Linked DNA regions of Mus musculus: regions 2 and 3 are each linked to region 1. A link is a contact called in public HiChIP or PLAC-seq and promoter capture Hi-C data. All regions are on one chromosome and are shown on one strand. Each heading gives the region's core, a stretch centred on a gene start, on an enhancer-like site or on the middle of the called end of the contact. The rest is flanking DNA. Distances are from core to core; before and after follow the strand shown. Region 1 holds the start of Hsd17b6 (hydroxysteroid (17-beta) dehydrogenase 6). Region 2 holds the start of Stac3 (SH3 and cysteine rich domain 3). Region 3 overlaps Lrp1 (low density lipoprotein receptor-related protein 1).

What was found. Promoter capture Hi-C pulls out the DNA fragments that hold promoters and counts their contacts. HiChIP or PLAC-seq counts read pairs in DNA pulled down with a chosen protein or histone mark.
Region 2: a promoter capture Hi-C map of second pharyngeal arch cranial neural crest shows a contact between it and region 1, with 4 times the contacts expected there. The contact joins the promoter of Stac3 here to the promoter of Hsd17b6 in region 1. A contact is called at or near these places in 14 of 39 promoter capture datasets (the 3T3-L1 cell line, the C10 cell line, HPC-7-derived erythroid cells and 9 more), 1 of 15 datasets of contacts at CTCF or cohesin (embryonic stem cells), 9 of 484 Hi-C or Micro-C datasets (cerebral cortex, cortical neurons, embryonic stem cells and 2 more), 5 of 115 datasets of contacts at active chromatin or transcription factors (astrocytes, embryonic forebrain, embryonic stem cells and 2 more) and 3 of 9 other capture datasets (adipose tissue, liver and pancreatic islet).
Region 3: a contact with region 1 is called in an H3K4me3 HiChIP or PLAC-seq map of embryonic stem cells, with 13 read pairs. The contact joins the enhancer-like site here to the promoter of Hsd17b6 in region 1. A contact is called at or near these places in 9 of 39 promoter capture datasets (the C10 cell line, the HPC-7 cell line, HPC-7-derived erythroid cells and 5 more), 2 of 15 datasets of contacts at CTCF or cohesin (both in the NIH/3T3 cell line), 25 of 484 Hi-C or Micro-C datasets (B cells, CD4 T cells, DN3 thymocytes and 12 more), 6 of 115 datasets of contacts at active chromatin or transcription factors (T-cell acute lymphoblastic leukemia, embryonic basal ganglia, embryonic stem cells and 1 more) and 4 of 9 other capture datasets (adipose tissue, embryonic stem cells, liver and 1 more).

Annotation. Positions count from the first base shown.
Region 1 is chr10:128,006,169-128,009,247 of GRCm38.p6, forward strand. Hsd17b6 (hydroxysteroid (17-beta) dehydrogenase 6) reads right to left here and starts at 1,443. Exons shown (of 6, transcript NM_001359377.1): 1 at 1,315-1,443.
Region 2 is chr10:127,500,175-127,503,253 of GRCm38.p6, forward strand. Stac3 (SH3 and cysteine rich domain 3) reads left to right here and starts at 1,512. Exons shown (of 12, transcript NM_001359751.1): 1 at 1,512-1,562; 2 at 2,508-2,675; 3 at 2,916-3,079. The coding sequence starts at 2,610.
Region 3 is chr10:127,588,887-127,591,965 of GRCm38.p6, forward strand. It overlaps Lrp1 (low density lipoprotein receptor-related protein 1), which reads right to left. Exons shown (of 89, transcript NM_008512.2): 11 at 3,016-3,079; 12 at 1,671-1,851; 13 at 669-891. Among named protein-coding and RNA genes, the nearest start is that of Gm16217, 5.8 kb to the right of the region's middle. Within about 2 kb of position 1,460, at least 102 of the 459 cell types and tissues checked have an H3K27ac peak or open chromatin away from gene starts, as enhancers often do. A contact at or near this core is called in DN3 thymocytes, T-cell acute lymphoblastic leukemia, adipose tissue and 2 more, where this site is marked.

The sequences.
Region 1 (3,079 bases), core at 193-2,692:
GCACACAAGAAAACAATAAAAGTCTATTGGGTTAATTTATAAGTAAAGTATATAGAAATTTTCAATGTTCTATACGAAACCTCATGGCATATGGCTTAACGAAGACTTGCAATGTTCTACAGTGGATGCTTTGTTTGCTTTCATGGCTGTCCCTTACTTTGGGCTCAAAGGAAAAAAATCTTGTAGGGTTAAACTAAAACATTCTCATTAAACAAAGTCAGTCTTTATACATAAGCTCTCCTACTTTGCTGTAATTATCAAATTTAAGCTGAAATGTTGCCTTGAAATATCCACATATTACGATCCTGTGCCAATCGAATGAATTCTCCTATCTTCTCCTTATCTTACATAAGAGAAAATCAACTAGCACACAAGTACTTCAAGCCCTCAAAGAACTTGCTCATTTCCATAGTATCTTCACCCCCCAAATTCCTCATGAAATATTGCCATAGTTGGCATCTTCACTTCACTCTGATGAAGCTGAATAAAAAGGAAGGATGTTGCCAGGCATGGTGGCGCATGCCTTTAATCCCAGCACTCGGGAGGCAGAGGCAGGAGGATTTCTGAGTTCGAGGCCAGCCTGGTCTACAGAATGAGTTCCAGGACAGCCAGGGCTACACAGAGAAACCCTGTCTCAAAAAAAAAAAAAAAAAAAAGAATGCATTTCGTTTGCCATCATGTCCCTTGGCTTGGCATACCTTGCTTGCCCCTTGCTGCCTTTCAGACCAGCTTCTCCATTGAACTATTTATATGGAGAGCTATCAGCAGACTCCCAAACACACCATGCCCTTTATACTTCTGTGTCTGCATTCTGTTCCAGTCTCATTATTATCTTAAGGAGCTGAGGCCATAGAAGGCTGGGAATACGGCTGAGGGGTTAGGAGCACTTGTTGCTCTTCCAGAAGACCCAAGTTCAGATCCCACCACACACACAACAGCTCACACCTGCCTGGAACCCGGGTTCCAGAGGATCTGATGACCTCTTCAGGCCTCTGAAGATACCAAAACATATGTGGCAGACATGCACATCCATACACATAAATTTAACAGAAGTTTTACAATTTCTAACTGAACCTATAACATTTCATTGCCCTTGTTTGTACCTGTTGTCCCTTCTGGAAATTCCCTTCCTTGGGAGCAGAAACCCTAGAGCCTATCTTTGCACCCATTGTGTTAGTATTAGCCGGAGATTGTGTTAGTATTAGCCGGAGAGGCAGAACCTATAGGCTAAACAGATATAAATATATGAAAAGGAATTACTGGGGCATTGGCTCACATAATTGTAGAGTTTGAGAACTCTCAGGACAGGCTTACTGTAATTGAGGTCTCAGTCCAAGTCCAGGTCTTCAGATCCAATGAAACTGATCATATAACCCTCAGAGTAAGGATCCAGGGAGGCACAGGGTGAGTCCTACATTGCTGGGAGTCTATCACTCTGCCCTTGGGGACAGAATTAAAGTGTTCCAGGTTTAAGAAAGAGGAAGTCACCTTTCTGGTCCCTAACTGATTGGACAGTACCTGCCCACATGGAAGGTGGATCCTCCCATTCAGATTAGCAGTTCATTCACCAATATCCCCTGTGCACACACACCCAGAAACAATGTTTTCTAGTCAGTATTCTGCGTATGCCATTTAGTCAGTAATTATTTGCAGACTAATAGAATAAATGAAAGTCTAAGTTGACATGCAAGTTTGAGACTGACCTAGGCAGCGTAACAGATCTCCTTCCCATCACTTCCAACATACTAATAATTTTTAAACAATGTAAGAGATAAAATAAAGATTTAAAAAGCCATATTTTAGCCAGGCGTGGTGGCGCAAGCCTTTAATCCCAGCACTTGGGAGGCAGAGGCAGGCAGATTTCTGAGTTCAAGGCCAGCCTGGTCTAGAGAGTGAATTCTAGGATAGCCAGGGCTATACAGAGAGACCCTGTCTTGGAGAAAAAACAAAAATAAAAAGTAATATTTTAAGGAATATCCCCAAAGTAAATTACTCTTTTAGCTGCTAAAAACATGCAAAATAATGCTAGAAACTAAACTAAAAAGAAATCCCAAACAATTGGTGTCTCAAGTCTGCTGAGTTTGGAGAAATAGCCTGGGATACGCTAGATATTAGCTCTGAAAAAGAATGGTGCTGTCTTACAGTGTAAGGCTTGTAGGGGAAATAACTCCCAGTAGGTTAGAGGGCTGTACAGTAGGACAGCTTAAGGCAGGAAGTGGGAAAGGTTTTGTTACTTCTGTGGATGAAGTCTCAACAGAAACAAAAGAAATGACAATGCTGCCACCCAGTGGCAATTTGTGGAAAAGGCTCTACCCGAGGATCCTTTTAAGATTAAATAGCTTCTGTGTTGAATGCAATGTGGTCTATGACCGTGTTCTTTCTTTCTTTTCTTTCTTTCCTTCCTAAAAATTCATTCATTCATTCATTCATTCATTCATTCATTCATTCACTCATTCATTTTATATGAGTACACTGTCGCTGTCTTTAGACACACCAGAAGAGGGAGGGCATCAGATCCCTTTACAGATGGTTGTGAGCCACCATGTGGTTGCTGGGGATTGAACTCAGAAACAATGGAAGAGCATCCAGTGATCTTAAGTGCTGAGCCATCTCTACACACACACACACACACACACACACACACACACACACACACACACCTTCCCATCCTGTTTCTTTAACCCATAAATACTCTGCACCCTTGGGAAGATTTGAGTCTTAAGACCTCTTTTTGGCTGTCTCTTGAATAAAGCCTCTTTCGAAAGCCCTTGCTCAGGTGATAGACATATATGCAACAGGTAAAAAAAAAAAAAAACTTGTTCTGGCTCCCAATATTCTCTTCATGCTGAGTGTGCAGTAAGGACCTTACTGCCTTCTTCCCCTAAGACAACCTCCATCTTCACTGACTGCTCCCAAGGCAGTAGGAGAAACTCTTTCTCAATCATTTTACTTCTGCTGGGCATACCCAGAGTATTAGAAGGAAAATGTTAATTCCCTCTTTTTTTTTTTTTTGGTTTTTCGAGACAGGGTTTCTCTGTGTAGCCCTTGCTGTCCTGGAACTCAGGTTGGCCTCAAACTC
Region 2 (3,079 bases), core at 262-2,761, 510 kb before region 1:
CCTCTTCCTTTTCATTCCTATGCTGGGGCTGTCTGAGTGTGTGAGAGGTGGAATTGCAGTTAAAATGGGTAAAGACTCTACAGCTTGGCTGTCTCCTAGGTTTACAGTTCTCACGGGGAAGGGAACATTCTTTACAGATGAGAAACACTCACCATGCAGCCATCAAGATGGCTCAGTAGGTAAATGCTTGCTACCAAGCCTGAAAACCTGAGTTTGATCCCAAGATAGGCGGAGGAAGGAGGGAACTGACTCTGGTACGTTGTCCTTTGACCACATGTTAGAGGGCATGCCCCAGTAAGTATACACACTTAGTATAGCTTAAACGATAAACGAAAGTATACTTAGAAATAAACCTCATTACAGAAGGCAGCTGTGGGCTGGCGAGATTGGCTAGTGTGTAAGCCCAGTAGCCTGAGCCCAATCCCTGGATCCCATGGGATGGCCTCTGACGTACACACACACCTGCACTCACACACATCCAGACAGACAGACGAGAGAAGGACACAGGCAGCTGTAACCTTCCCAGGGTTAACTATACAGGGACCGACCTGACTCTTGTTAAAAAGGTTTATTTTTGTTTTATGTGTATAGGTGATTTGCCTACATGCGTTTAAATATACAGCGTGTCTGCGGGTGTAGGTCCTCTGGAACTAGAGTCGCAGAGCTCTGTAAGCTGCCACGTGGGTGCTGGGAACTGAACCCAGGTCCCCTGGAAGAGAAGCTCTGCCATCTCTCCAGCCCCATAGCTTTTGGGTTTTGCCACCATCTTTTTCAGTAACATACATTCTCTTCATCTTAGGGACAGGATTTTAGGCGAAAGGGGAGAAAAATGCACCCGTGCACTTGAGAAAGCACTGCATTCGATCAGCTGCCAGTGAGAAAGTCTTTCGTGGCTGACAGAATTCTGAGTCACATCCTCTTCTCAGCTCCCATCCCTTTCCTAGCCTGAAGTTTTGGTGTTAGCTAGGCATGGTGGCACATACTTTTAATCTCAGCACTCAGGAGCTAGGCAGAATGATCCCTTGAGTTCAAGGCCAGCCTGGTTTACAGAGCAAGTTCTGGGAGAGCCAGGCCCACACAAAGATACCTATCGGGGTGGGGGAGGCAGGAAATAAAATCCAAGAACGTGATTGAAATGAGCCCAGGGAGGGTAAGATTGGAACGGTTATTTGAACCTTAAGGGGAGAGTATGGGGGGTTCCATTATCAGATCTAAAGTCCTTCACGTGACTGCGTCTTGAACAGGAGTGCCTTTCCTGCTGTGGGTATAGCTTGGCAGTCTAGCCACATAGTTAGCATGGCAAAACCCTGTTTTCAATCCCTGGTACTTGGAGTGGGGTGCTACTGTATTGGGTAGAATATGCCTATTCCTGATAAGCCAGAACTGACCTGCTCTGTGTAAACACTCGGAGAAGAGCTGTTCTGGGGGGCGGGGGGGGGGGGGGATGGGAGGAGTCAGGGTCGAGCCCTGCCCCAGACCTCCTGGTTCCAATTTCTCCCTGTCAGCTGTGCTCTCAGCTGTCCACTGTCCTCCAGCCCTGTCACTTCAGCTCTGCCACCACGGTGAGAGGCTCCAAGGCCTACCTACTAATACTGTCTGGGTAGCTGGTGTGGGTCCAGAAGGTACCAGAAAGGGGGCTTACCTCCCTGAAGGAAGAGGGCTAGCCCTCCCCAGCAGCACCATCAAGGTCTCAGAGACCCCTTTCCACAGTGAACTGACTTAGGGAGTCTGGAAAGTAAGTCGTCTCTTCATTATCCTTTCATTTCTTCTAACCTGAGTCTGTTGGGCTTCTTCGTCTCTCTCCTCACCTGTGAGTAGTTTGGGGTTTTGAAGTGAAATTGTCCTAGTTCAGGATGAGTGAGGATTGGAGAAGGGGGTAGGGTGTGGTGGGGTCCAGGGAATGGAGGGGTAAGGGAAGGGAAGGCTCACATTACTCTGAAAACCTAAAATAGCTGAGGCCTGAGGCAGGCCAGGGAAGAACTAGGCACAAGGCCCCCAAGGCTCAGGAGAGAGGTAGGGGAGGACAGATCTCTGGACACACCTTCAGACACGCAGACGGGTTAACCGTGTTAACCATGTTAAACCTCCTGAAGCCACTAGAAGATGTGTATCATCGATCAGAACTACCTGTAGGACAGCTGTTCTCAACCTGTGGGTCGCATAGCAGACGTCCTGCATGTCAGATATTTATATTTCAATTCATAACGGTAGCAAAAGTATAGTTGTGAAGGAGCAGTGAGATAATTTTATGGGTCACCACCACACAAGGTACCACAGCGTTAGGGCCACAGCATTAGGAAGGTTGAGAACTGCTGTAGAAGAACCTAGAAGACAAGCCTTGAGTAGCATGTTGGATTTGTAGACTCTGGGCTTGCTCCTTGATGTGGAAAGTATCCGTGTAAGCAACTGACTGGGGAGTCTTTCCTCTGTTGGACATTTCTCGGGGGACCTCCATAGAATCTCTTCATAAGCTCTGCCAAAGCTGTCTAACCAAGTTTCTCCCAAAGGCTCCCCTTCGAGGGCCACCCTACTGTGTGCAGCAGGACTGCTGGAATAGAAGAACAGCAGACAGAGATTAGAACTCATAGCGGGGCCCAATCTCTTGTAAGATGACAGAAAAGGAAGTGGTGGAGTCCCCTCAGCCCCCCTTTCCAGGAGAGACTCCGCAAAGTGGGGTGAGTCTGGACCTATGTCCGCTTTTGGGGGGAGCGGGGTCCAAAGGGCTGGGAAGCCATCACACAGCCTCTGAAGAAAACTACTCGGATTGAAACCGCTTGTGTGCGTCTCATTTATTATTGGGATAGCCAACACCTGCAACACCCAGCCCCCTAATACCAGGGACGTTGCTTTCCCATGATTGGAAAATGAGACCATGACTGTCATTTAATGATGGGTTTCCTTCACCCCTCCCTCAGCTACAGCGACTGAAGCAGTTATTCAAGAAGGGCTCTCCAGAGACAGCTGAGATGGAGCCTCCCCCAGAGCCCCAAGCCAATGGAGAGGCGGTGGGGGCTGGGGGTGGGCCCATCTACTATATCTATGAGGAAGAAGAGGAGGAGGAGGAAGAGGAGGAACCACC
Region 3 (3,079 bases), core at 210-2,709, 420 kb before region 1:
CTACCTAAGCAACATTTATTGGGATTTATTATGGGCTGAGCTGTGATGGGTACTAAGAGCACCATTGTCCTATGGAGGGCATATGTAGGTAATCTGTGGGAAGAGGGACCTGGACACAATCTTCAAGAGAAAGAGAGCCAAGAAGAACTAGGGGGACTCCCAGGAAGCCAAGGCTTAGGGAGCAGAGGCCTATGATGTTCTGGAATAACAAGCTGTCTAGTGCAGCTTGTTCATAGAGTGTTGAGTTGTGGGGAGTAGGAGACACAAGATGGTAGAGGTGCCCAGAGCTTTATTGTGAAGGGCCTGACACACCAAGACAGTTTGGCCCATATACCTAAAGGCAAACACAACTCATGAACCAACGGAGTGAACAAATATGCATATATGCTACCCCTTAGCACCTTACATGTTGCTGCGTGACTACCCTGAAGTGTGTTATATGTATGTATGTGCACACGCACAGAAGTGCACACACAGGTGTGCTTGTGGGCAGCCATATGCAGATAGACATCCTCAAAGAAGACAATATACACAACATGAAAACATACATTCATAGAGTAGCCATGTGTAGACCTGTAAGAAGCACGAAGCCCTACACACACAGACATGTACATCCTCATGGAGTTTCCATAGAAACAGGGTTAAACAATGCACACATGCCTGCCCACCTTCCGGTCTGTGCCATTGAGCAGTATGGTCTCAATTCGGTCATAGAAGGCATCCACCCAGTAGAGGCGTCCGGCTGGGATATCCAGGCTTAGCCCATTGGGCCAAAGCACTGTCTTGGAGGTGACAAAGATATCTCGGTGTGAGCCGTCCATCCAAGCCCTCTCGAGCCGCCCTCGCCGACTGTCCTTGGGGTCCTCCTCCCAGTCTGTCCAGTACATCCACCTGTGGGCAGTGACTGGTCAGCACCACATGGTCACCCTTGTCACAACAGCTTCTGTTGTGATTCTAGGCACTAGGTGGTATCTAGGTGGTATCCAGAGTTCCTCCCAGGGGTCTCTCTGAGCTATTTCTCTCTAAACCCCACATCACAGCAACTCAGGCCACCATGAATGGCTACTCTAATTGGAGCATGGCTCTGGCATCCCAGGATGCAGCAAAACCAAGGTTCCCCATCTCTTAGGAGCGAACATCCCAGGAGAAACAAGTTGTTCAAGAAAGTCGTGTCGGAGTGATAAAATCAGGAGGAAAATTAAATGTGAGTGGCGGAGAGAATCTAGGCAGCAAGTTTGGGTGAACAGGGATGGGGTGGGGGGCTTCTCTGAGACCCAACGCTGACAAGAAACCAAATGTGAGGTATCCGGGAGTTCCAGACAGCAAAGGATGGGACAGGAAGTGGTGGGTGAGGGAAGGAAGGCAGGTGCAGATGTTGGCAAGCAAGAACTGTGCAGACCCAAAGGCTAGGGCGGCTTGGAGCCAAGGGGAACCAGGAGAGAGCTCTGTAGTGGAGCGGCAGAAGCAGACTTCCGGTTGCGTACCAGGGTTTTGTTTTCCCTCCTCAAGACAGACGGACAAACACACGCTCTCTTTTCAGGCTCCTTTTTCAGGCTCCCGTTCCTGCCTCTGCAGCCTGCCTGCCTCAGCCACGCCCCTGGCTTTGCCGCTTCCCTCCCCAGTCCTCTGAGATGTACATGCATCCACCCCACGCCCAGGGACAGACTCACCCATTGAGTGGATCCACTACAATGGCCCTGGGGTGTGTCATCTTGCCCTCAATTAGAGTCTTCCGGGTCTGAGCGGCTTTCTCCAGCCTGGCCACACTAATGGTCTTCTTGGGGCCATCATCAGTCCAGTAAAGATTGTCTCCCATCCAGTCCACGGCTACGCCCTCCACATTGTGGATGCCTGTGAGGGTGTAGAGAGCGCATGGGGGTGACCCTTGAAGGACACATGACACAGAGAGAGATGGTGGCCAGGCAGGGGGAGCAGGAGGCATGTGGTGCCCTGAATGGTGGGCAGATGGGGGAGGGAGGGTGGGGCAGAGGTGGGGGTGGGGATGGAGACGACCCTTTCAGATGCCACATCTACACTGCATCTACGATGCCACATCTACATTTTGAAAAACAGCATGAGGCAGCCAGGAAACTACGTGACTAAGGGGAGCTCTCAGATGAGGGCATGTCTGGGCCTGTGCTTAGGTGGACAGCCGGGGCGATATGCACTGGCTCTTTGCTCCAGTATGACGCCACCATCCTGGGCCTAAAAAACCTGTACTCACAAAAATGAGTAAATTAGGAAGTGAATTTTCCCTTAGCCAAAGGCTTTATCTAGTGTCCCTTAAATAGCAGTTCCCCTGTACAGGGGTCCCCAGTGTCTTCCTGACAGGAGTCATTCTTGATTTCCACACAGTCTTATGATTGCTGACTGCTGAGGTTCTCTGAGCTGCACAGAGGGTGGGGAGCAAGCCAGATTGACTGGTTAAGGAACCAGATCTTGGGGCCCCCAAAAACAGATCTGAGGTATAAAACACACACAGCTCAGAAGCCCTCAAGGGGAACGGCTCCACTGCACAGTGGCCCTGCCAAAGTAGGTCAGAGGGAGAGACAGACACAGAGTTCTCAGGCCACAGAGAGGTAGAGATATCCGTGGCCATGAGATCCAGCTGCATACATTCTGAGCATTTACACTTGTGGATGAGCCCTGTCTGACATGGCAGGCCCGGCTGTGATTCAGGGCCTATGGCCTCTCCTGGCTGTATGCTGTACACAGCTCCAGGGCTCTGAGCCAATGGCGGCGAGACCCTGAATTTTCCCAAGGGCTGGCCAAGGCAGCCCTCACTGCCTAACACATCCATCCATCCTCCGACTCTTTTTGGCTCAGCCAAGAAGGGGGTCACACAGGGGTCAACCTGTCTATCCCCTCATCTCCATGCCAACCAGCCCAGCCAGCTTGTCAGCAAGGACTCTTCATACTGTGAGGGAGCAATCTAAGCCTCTGATGTCTTCCTGTCTCAGGCGCCTCATCCCCCAGGAGCTCTTCCCACACACCGCCCACCTCTGACGCCCTCACCATCCTTCAGGATAGTCTCTCTCTCCGTGCCATCAATTTTCTGGCGGCCAATGAGGTAGCTGGT